2 separate regions of the Gossypium hirsutum genome follow, and region 2 is linked to region 1. The links are chromatin contacts, called in public Hi-C maps. All regions are on one chromosome and are shown on one strand. The core of a region is the stretch at or near the end of the contact, and the rest is flanking DNA. Distances in the headings are between cores, read along the strand shown.

Region 1 (3,982 bases), core at 198-2,697:
TTTGAGACTGAATAATAGAAGAGGCCATCCATCAATTATCCGTAATTGTGAAAGTTAGCATGGGTTAAATCTATGTTTGAAATGAAGTTCTGAATGTGTCGAATTGCAAAGGATACTGATAAGAAACTATGAATAAAAAGAGTTGATAGAAATTCTTGGAAAGTTCAAAGTTATTGTCAAAATGATGAAAGTGGATACAAGACAAGATATGGCAAGTCATGGAGAATAAATATGTCTGAGTTGGATAATGTTCTCTTTAATAGAACTATGTCCTTGAGAAAAAGAAAAGATCGCATTGTTGAGCTATATGCTATTTTATAAAAGTACCAGTTAAGGTAAATGAAAATTTTCTCACTAAATTTCTGTGAACTTATTAATGTCTTATGCTCTTGTTTCAAGCTTAAAGGATTAAGTTTGCGCCAAGAGGGATGACGCCAAGACTACGCCAAAAAGAATGGCATATCAGGTTATTATGCATACAATACAAGTTTGGTGGCATAGATAATCGTAATAAGTTAAGATATTAGATTGGAAACCTTTGTAATTAAACTATCTTATTTAGCATTGTGTAATTACTTGAGCTTTTTGTATGTTGGTTTAAATTCGTGATAGGTAAAGTTGTAAATAATTGGAAGTTGTACTAGCAGCTCAAATTCTTGTATGTAATTATATGGTAACCCCCGAGATTTGGATCTGACTATTCAAATCGAATTGAGGGTATTACATAAAATAGAGAGGAGGAAAAAAAATAGAAGAGCTGTAATATCAATAATTTGTAATATTCGATTTTTATCATTGCTATTCTATTACATTTAACGAATCAAGTATCACCTAAGATTAAGTCCATATCAGTGATGAAAAATCTGAACGGGATAAGCCTACAAAGCAAATTTAACCAAAAATCCAAAATCTATCCAATCCATGTACATGCCATATGAAAAAAGAAAAGAGAAATCAAAATCATAATAAATTGATTGTAAATATTGAAAAAGAGCTAACTTATTGTTTTTCATTAAAAAAAAACTTTTAATGCCGAGCGTAGATTTTGTTTTCGGGGCCAAGTTTAATGCGAAACCATCCCGTCTTTAAATATTTACAAAAATCTATCTTTATATATTTTTTTATATTAAGTGAAAAAATTCCTTATGCTTTATCACTCCCAACATCATTTTATGACCTTTATTTTACTAGTTTCTTTCCTCCTTTCATTTTAATTTATTTTTCCAAACCTCCCTCTCCTTTTCGTTTCTTATTTTTTCCTTCTATGATGTAATATATATTCACTCAGTCACCCCAAGCATAATTTTTTTAAAAATAATTTTGAATTTAATTAATCACATTTTCCAATAAAAAAAGTTTGAACTCAAGATTAGATCAGGGTCAGGTATGCAATTAATTTTCAAGCTCAGGACAGATTAATTCTTTTTAAGCTCAGGGACAGGTCAAGGTCAAGGCATGACGGTAGAGTATCTGGTCAGAATAGGCAGCCAAAAGTCCGCCCCACCCCGCCCTGTTACCATCACTAATTTTTATCAACTATTTACTACATATAATATTTAAATTATTTTTAAAAATATTTGAATTCTTGTTTAAATAAGTAGACCGATCCAACCAATTTGCCTAGTCCTTTTTTCTTCACCTTTCTTCAAATGCATAAATATGTATTTGCCAAACCCAAGATCCAATACAAAACAATGGTCCAAACAGAAAATAGAAAACAAGGGGGCTAGCAGAGCATAAAATCAGTAACTTTGCAACCATCAAAATGTTATTTCTTTTCTCTGAAACAGAACTTGAGATCCAGCTTGTGGCAGCCTTACCTGCCTTAACCATCTTACATAAAAATATGAGACGAAGACTAGCTTCTGAATCACATTTCACAAGTGTAGGTCTCCAGTTATGATGAAATGTACCTGTACAAGAATCTAATATTTAGCCAATTCACTAGTAACAATAGATTTCAGACTATCGGTATGAGCATCCAGTACCCATTTCATCCAATGAGTATATTGCTGCTCAGGTTCTAGTGCTATTTCATTTGTTTGAGACAACCCAGGCATTTTCCCCCTTTTCTTACCAGTCATAATTAATGTCGCATGCTTAATTGGTAAGTTACCTCATGATAAGCAATTCAAGAACTTATCTGATTAGTAATTTATAACTCCACATTGAACCCAACAACAAGAACGCAAGTTCTCATAATGGAATCACAAGCAATTAATAAGACTAGAAAGACGTTGATGTAGTCTGCTTTTTGTAACAGCATATCTGCTTTAAATGGTGTTTAAAAGGACCAGTGAACAAAAGAAAGTAGGTTGCCTTACCTCTGTTTCTTCTATGTGAGGAAGCTATTCTGTCACCTTTCGTACAATGGTCATTGGATATGGAAATTCTTGTCAGCATATTATAAGCACAATAAAACTCCCATTCAGTTATTGACTACTCCCCATCATTGCTGGAGACACCAGTGACAGCTTTACTGCCACTCTTCTTTACCCTCTTAAAAACCTTCTTCCGTGGAAGTAGAGTGGTCTCCGCAGAATTACTTTTGGATGAGGTTGCAACTTTGGTAGCACTACTTTTAACCTTGGCCCTATCAATCTTCTCTTCAGCTAAACCCTCTGCTTTGGGGACACTCACATATTTTTGAGGTGCACCTTCGTCAGATGCTTTACCAGAATCAGCAATAACAACCACATCTGGGTTGCCAGTAAGCTGCTTTGAACTGGGATCCTCTGGACTTGTTTCAGGAACAGGAAGAAGTGCACGGCGGCTAAGGCGAAGTTGTCCCTTATCATTAACCTGCATTAGGTGACACAGCTACAGCTAATGGAGAGAGATTTTTTGAAGTAAGGAAAAAAGGTGCAGATAAAGAAAACGACTAATAATTGATGCAATCTAGCTCTTTGATGGATTTACAAGACCAACAGTAAGGATAAAAATTTGGGAACCACTTTTACCATCTCACTGATTACATATTTAATATGCATAGTACTAGAATATAGCTCAAGCCTGTAGAATGGTTGAGTACTGCATGAACAAGCCACGGAATAACGGTAAAACATCCAGTTAAGTATATGGTTATCATCAACTTATTAAGTGGTAAGTAGCAAGCCAACATCGAATGCATAGAATAACAAGTTTTTTATACAATGAGAAGATTAGTTGTTAAGCATCCAACCTAAAACCAATTGATAATAGAAAAGGCCCAACTTTAAGATAAAACCAGAAGAAATCTAATAGTTAGTAGATGTGAGATAAAACCACTTAACACCTCAAGAGTAGCTCACAAGGCCTACACATGGACAACCTCACCGAGGGTCGTCAACCTCACATGGAGATAGGTAGGAAGAACAACATAATAAAACCTGGGCTGTGATACCATGTTCAGCATTGAATCTAAAATCAATTGGTAATAGGCTGAAAGACCTACTTTAATACAAGGCAACGGGAAACTAATACTTGATAGATGTGAGATAAGACCACTTAAACAATTAGTAATGTACTAGCATGATACAAGCAAAGATAGTAGGGATCCAACACTAAAATGCATGGATAAATCAATTTTAAGTGGACAACATTCACCATATCTAGTTTATGATTGAATAAGCTTGTCAACAAGACAAAAAATAAGTTGCTTACCTCGGTAAGTTTAACATCAACACGTTCACCAACCTTAAAAGCCTATGATGGAACCAAATTACATCAAATAATAATTTCAATAGCTCATCACAATAAAGCATCTATAAGTTGAGGATAAAAGAAACAGAAAAATATGCTTACATCTTCAGCCTTGGCCAACCAGTCTGACGTCAGCTCACTAATGTGGCAAAGTCCCTGAGAGAACAGATTTTTTCATACATTTGAATCTCCCATACTCGTCACTAAAAATCTCACACTTTCCTTATATAAATTTGTTAGTATTTCAAGCACCACAGGACTCTTCTTTCAATATTTTGCTCAATTGCTTCAATTTGAAGTA
Region 2 (4,011 bases), core at 659-3,158, 490 kb before region 1:
AAAAGTAAATATTTTTAAAATTTGAGATTTTTATATAATTCTATATTTTTTCGAATTTTTAAAAAATTTGAGAAACTTTCTAATTTTTCATTTTTAAAAAAATTATTTTCGAAAAATAATGTTTAAGTGATGTGATGCACTCTCAGCTGCCACATTTTTCTTTTTTAAATGCGGTTAATGACTGAAGCAAATTGATAACAGATTGAAAATTTAGAAAAAAAAAATTACGATTTTTCTCCTAGCATGGATGCTTACTAAAAATTATAAAACATAAAAATTTTAAAATATAATATTATAATATCAAAATAAAAAATTTAAACCCTAAAAATTTTTAAAAAATTTTAAAAATTTAATCTCCATGGATTTTGATTTTTCTTTGTCTATCTTTCTTTTTTAAACATTCTAAAATTATATATAAACTTTTATTACATTTAAATCTATTATTTTTCTATGCTTTTAATTGGCTACTAAAACTTATGAAGCATACAATTTATATAAAAATAATATTATACTTGTCAAAATTAAAAAAAAAATTAAGCCTTACAAATTAATACAACACATTTTCTCCTTGACTCTGTCTATGTATCTTGATTTCTTTTTCTTAATTGGTAGGCTCATTCTCTAGATAATTTATATAAGAAAAATGAAATTATGCTCTAAAAAGTTTTAATTTTTTAAAGAATATATAGGTATTTTTAAATTAAAAGATGTATAGTTTTCTAAAATGTTATTTTTAAAAAATTAATAAAATTGTATCCATTTTATAATAATTCTATTTAATTTCTTTTATTCAGTTAGGCCATTGATATGAACTTACAAAATATTAGATTTAATAACGCGAATTCATAGTAAATGCATGTGATAAATTCTATTTAATATATATATATATATATATAATGGTGCAGCCAGAAAATTATTTTTGGGAGGATGAAATTATATTTTATCTTTTTATGATAATAAAAATGTAATTTTACAATTTTAACAGTTTATATCTTTATAATTTTTAAAAGATTAAATTAAAATTTTATTATTTTTGAGGGGGCCAAAATGTAATTTTATCATTATTAATTTAAAATTTTTCATTTAAAATTTTATAAATTATAAAAAATTAAAATAAAAAATTTTCTATTTTAGGAGAGTTGGAGCTCTGTCAGCCCCTAGCTCTGCCACTATATATATATATATATATTTAAAGTTTAAAATAAAATAAAGGATAAAATCTTTCCTTTAAAAAAAGATAATACCTTACGAATTTGAAAATTTCTTGTCAAAATTATATAGAGAAGATAATTATCTAATCTAATTTAATCTAATATTTATTTTTATTTAAGCACATATCTGTTTTTTGGAGGTAATGCTAGAATTATTTAGAACCCCTCGTTAAACTATAAATATTTTTGTATTTTTATTACACTTATATTACCTTAAAATAAAAGAAATTATTGTTATTTAATTAAATGTATAACAATTTATTTGGTCTCCAACTTTACAAAAAAATTATTTTATCTCTCTATTTAAAATTTGAACTCTTTTAGCTTATTTGTTAACTTTGTTAATATGACATATACGAGGATTATCACAGTAATAATGAATTAAATTTTCTATATATAAAAATAAAAAAATTATTAAAAATTTAAAAAATATTAAAATATTATTAAAGAATTATAAAAAAATATTTTTAAAGGTTTAAAAATTAATTAGTTGCTACATGTAAACTTCCACATACATGCCACATAGTAACATGATAGAAATAAATAAATAACGTGGTATAGTAGTATTTTATTATCCAAATCATTCTCGGGTAGCCCGATTGTTGTTGGTTCCTAATTAACGGGCAACGGGCAACGGGCAACGGGCAACGGGCAACGGGCTGTTTCATTACTCTTTAGAAACTTAAGTTTCATCATTTCTCAGAAGCACCACCAAGTAACAGCTTAAAAAGAGGGAAAAAAGTTCTCTCTTCTAAAGCCGGCCTCTCTTGTTTCCCTTTCATCAACAATAAATAAGAAAATTCAAAGGTTGCTTTGAACCAAATTTATATATTGAAAGGGTTCAGGGGGCTGATATTAATGTTAATAGTTCTTTTTTTTTTCTAGCTTTCTAGTAATTTATTGTTCATAAATTTTTTTTTCAAAAGCCAGGCTTGTGAAATATTAGTAATTAAAAAGTTTATATTTGGGTGGAAATTCGTCATGGGTGTTTTGGTTGATTCCCAAAAGGAAGGGTTTGGATCTTCATGGGGTGGTTTAAAGAGTTTGGTAAGAAGAAAACAAGTAGATTCCGCTCATTCCAAGCGTTCTGGTCATCATCAGTTGGCTAAAGAGTTGACAGTTCCACATCTCATAGCAATTGGTATTATTTCATGTTTTATCTTTTGCGGTAGTCTTTTGCCCTGGGGGGGAAAGGGGGAGGGAGAATTCAATATTGTTTTTAGTGGTTGGTGGGGGATCTGATCCTGAACTTTTTTTATGTGGTGTGTGTGTGTGTGTGTTTTATTTTTATTTTCGGCTGTGTTGCTTAGCTGTTATTTGGGGAAAATTATGATGACCTTTTTTGTATTTTTGTTGTTCTTTTTTAAACTTCATAGCAGTCTGAACATTCGATTATCTGTTCTATTTTTAGTTATTTTCGTTTTGGGAGAAATTTTGATGCGGATTTTATGTTTTTAGTTGTTTTATATTAAATTTTCCGGGTTCTATTTTTATTTTTGTATGATGGGTTCGGATCGATATTCACAGTTTTGTTGTTAATTACCATTTTTTAGGAACTTATTTCCTCATATTGATTTGGGACTATTCTTGTTTTCGAGTTATGTTTGGTTTGATTTTATTTCTTCTAGCTGGGAGGGTTGCCTTGTTTTAGTTCTTTTTACTTTTAAGATTATGTTGTTTTTCCCGGCTTTTATTTTTATATATACAATAGATAGCTTATTGTGAATTTTGGTGCTTTGTGATTAGGTGTGGGATCAACAATTGGAGCTGGAGTTTATATTCTTGTTGGAACAGTTGCGAGAGAGCATTCAGGGCCAGCTCTTGCCATTTCCTTTCTAATAGCTGGAATTGCTGCTGCACTCTCTGCTTTTTGCTATGCCGAGCTTGCTAGTCGTTGCCCGTCTGCTGGCAGTGCCTATCATTATTCATACATTTGTGTTGGTGAAGGGTAAATTGCAATTTGAAAAGTTGATATATGTTCCTTTGTTAGAAGGGGAAAAACAGTGGCTTTATTGGTACAATCTTGTTTCTCATGGATTTATCAGTTTCCAGCCTCTGATACAAGCAAATGTCATTTTGCAGTGTTGCCTGGTTGATTGGTTGGGCTCTGATACTGGAGTATACAATTGGTGGTGCAGCTGTTGCTCGTGGCATTTCACCTAATCTGGTTTGTGAATTTACTTGGTAGAACTTTTTTGACTTTTTTCCCTTTTGGCTGGGTTTGTTGGGTCGGGGATTGGATTCAAGGTACTTGAGGTTCTTGTGGGTGGGAGCTGCATTATATTATTTTCTATTTATATTTCATTAATTATCTTTTGATATTTGCATCTAGGCTTTGCTTTTTGGGGGTGAAGATAGCCTACCTATTTTTCTATCTCGTCAATATATTCCCGGGCTTGATGTTGTGGTAGATCCATGTGCCGCAATTTTAGTTTTCATTGTGACAGGGCTCTTGTGTGTGGGAATCAAGGAGGTGCTGTTGATCTCCTATCGTTTTCCATTTCCATTTTCTTTTTTGGTGTGTGGGTGATGACCACTTTGATACCTTAAATTTAAAACCTCTATGCTTCTCTGATGCAGAGTACATTTGCACAAGGAATCGTCACCACTGCAAATGTATGTGCCATGATCTTTGTTATAGTGGCAGGAGGTTATCTGGGTTACAACACTGGATGGGCTGGATACAAACTTCCTACTGGGTAACTGGCATTTCATGCTGTATTTCCTTGCTGATATGATAGTGTTCAAAATTTGTTATTTAATGTTTTTATCCCATAGGTATTTTCCCTTTGGGGTGGAT

What was found. Hi-C and Micro-C count contacts between places; a contact is called where the count stands out from the background.
Region 2: a Hi-C map of leaf shows a contact between it and region 1, with 2.8 times the contacts expected there. The contact joins the promoter of LOC107891273 here to the enhancer-like site in region 1. A contact is called at or near these places in 2 of 34 Hi-C or Micro-C datasets (both in leaf).

What each region holds. Positions count from the first base shown.
Region 1 is chrA11:92,469,991-92,473,972 of Gossypium_hirsutum_v2.1, reverse strand. It overlaps LOC107891187 (probable polyribonucleotide nucleotidyltransferase 1, chloroplastic), which reads right to left. Exons shown (of 25, transcript XR_001682143.2): 22 at 3,784-3,837; 23 at 3,643-3,684; 24 at 2,325-2,802; 25 at 1,641-1,913. Among protein-coding and RNA genes, the nearest start is that of LOC121210171, 13 kb to the left of the region's middle. Within about 2 kb of position 1,447, at least 4 of the 9 cell types and tissues checked have an H3K27ac peak or open chromatin away from gene starts, as enhancers often do. A contact at or near this core is called in leaf, where this site is marked.
Region 2 is chrA11:92,960,572-92,964,582 of Gossypium_hirsutum_v2.1, reverse strand. LOC107891273 (cationic amino acid transporter 2, vacuolar) reads left to right here and starts at 1,908. Exons shown (of 14, transcript XM_016816011.2): 1 at 1,908-2,352; 2 at 2,958-3,159; 3 at 3,294-3,378; 4 at 3,544-3,684; 5 at 3,792-3,910; 6 at 3,990-4,011. The coding sequence starts at 2,193.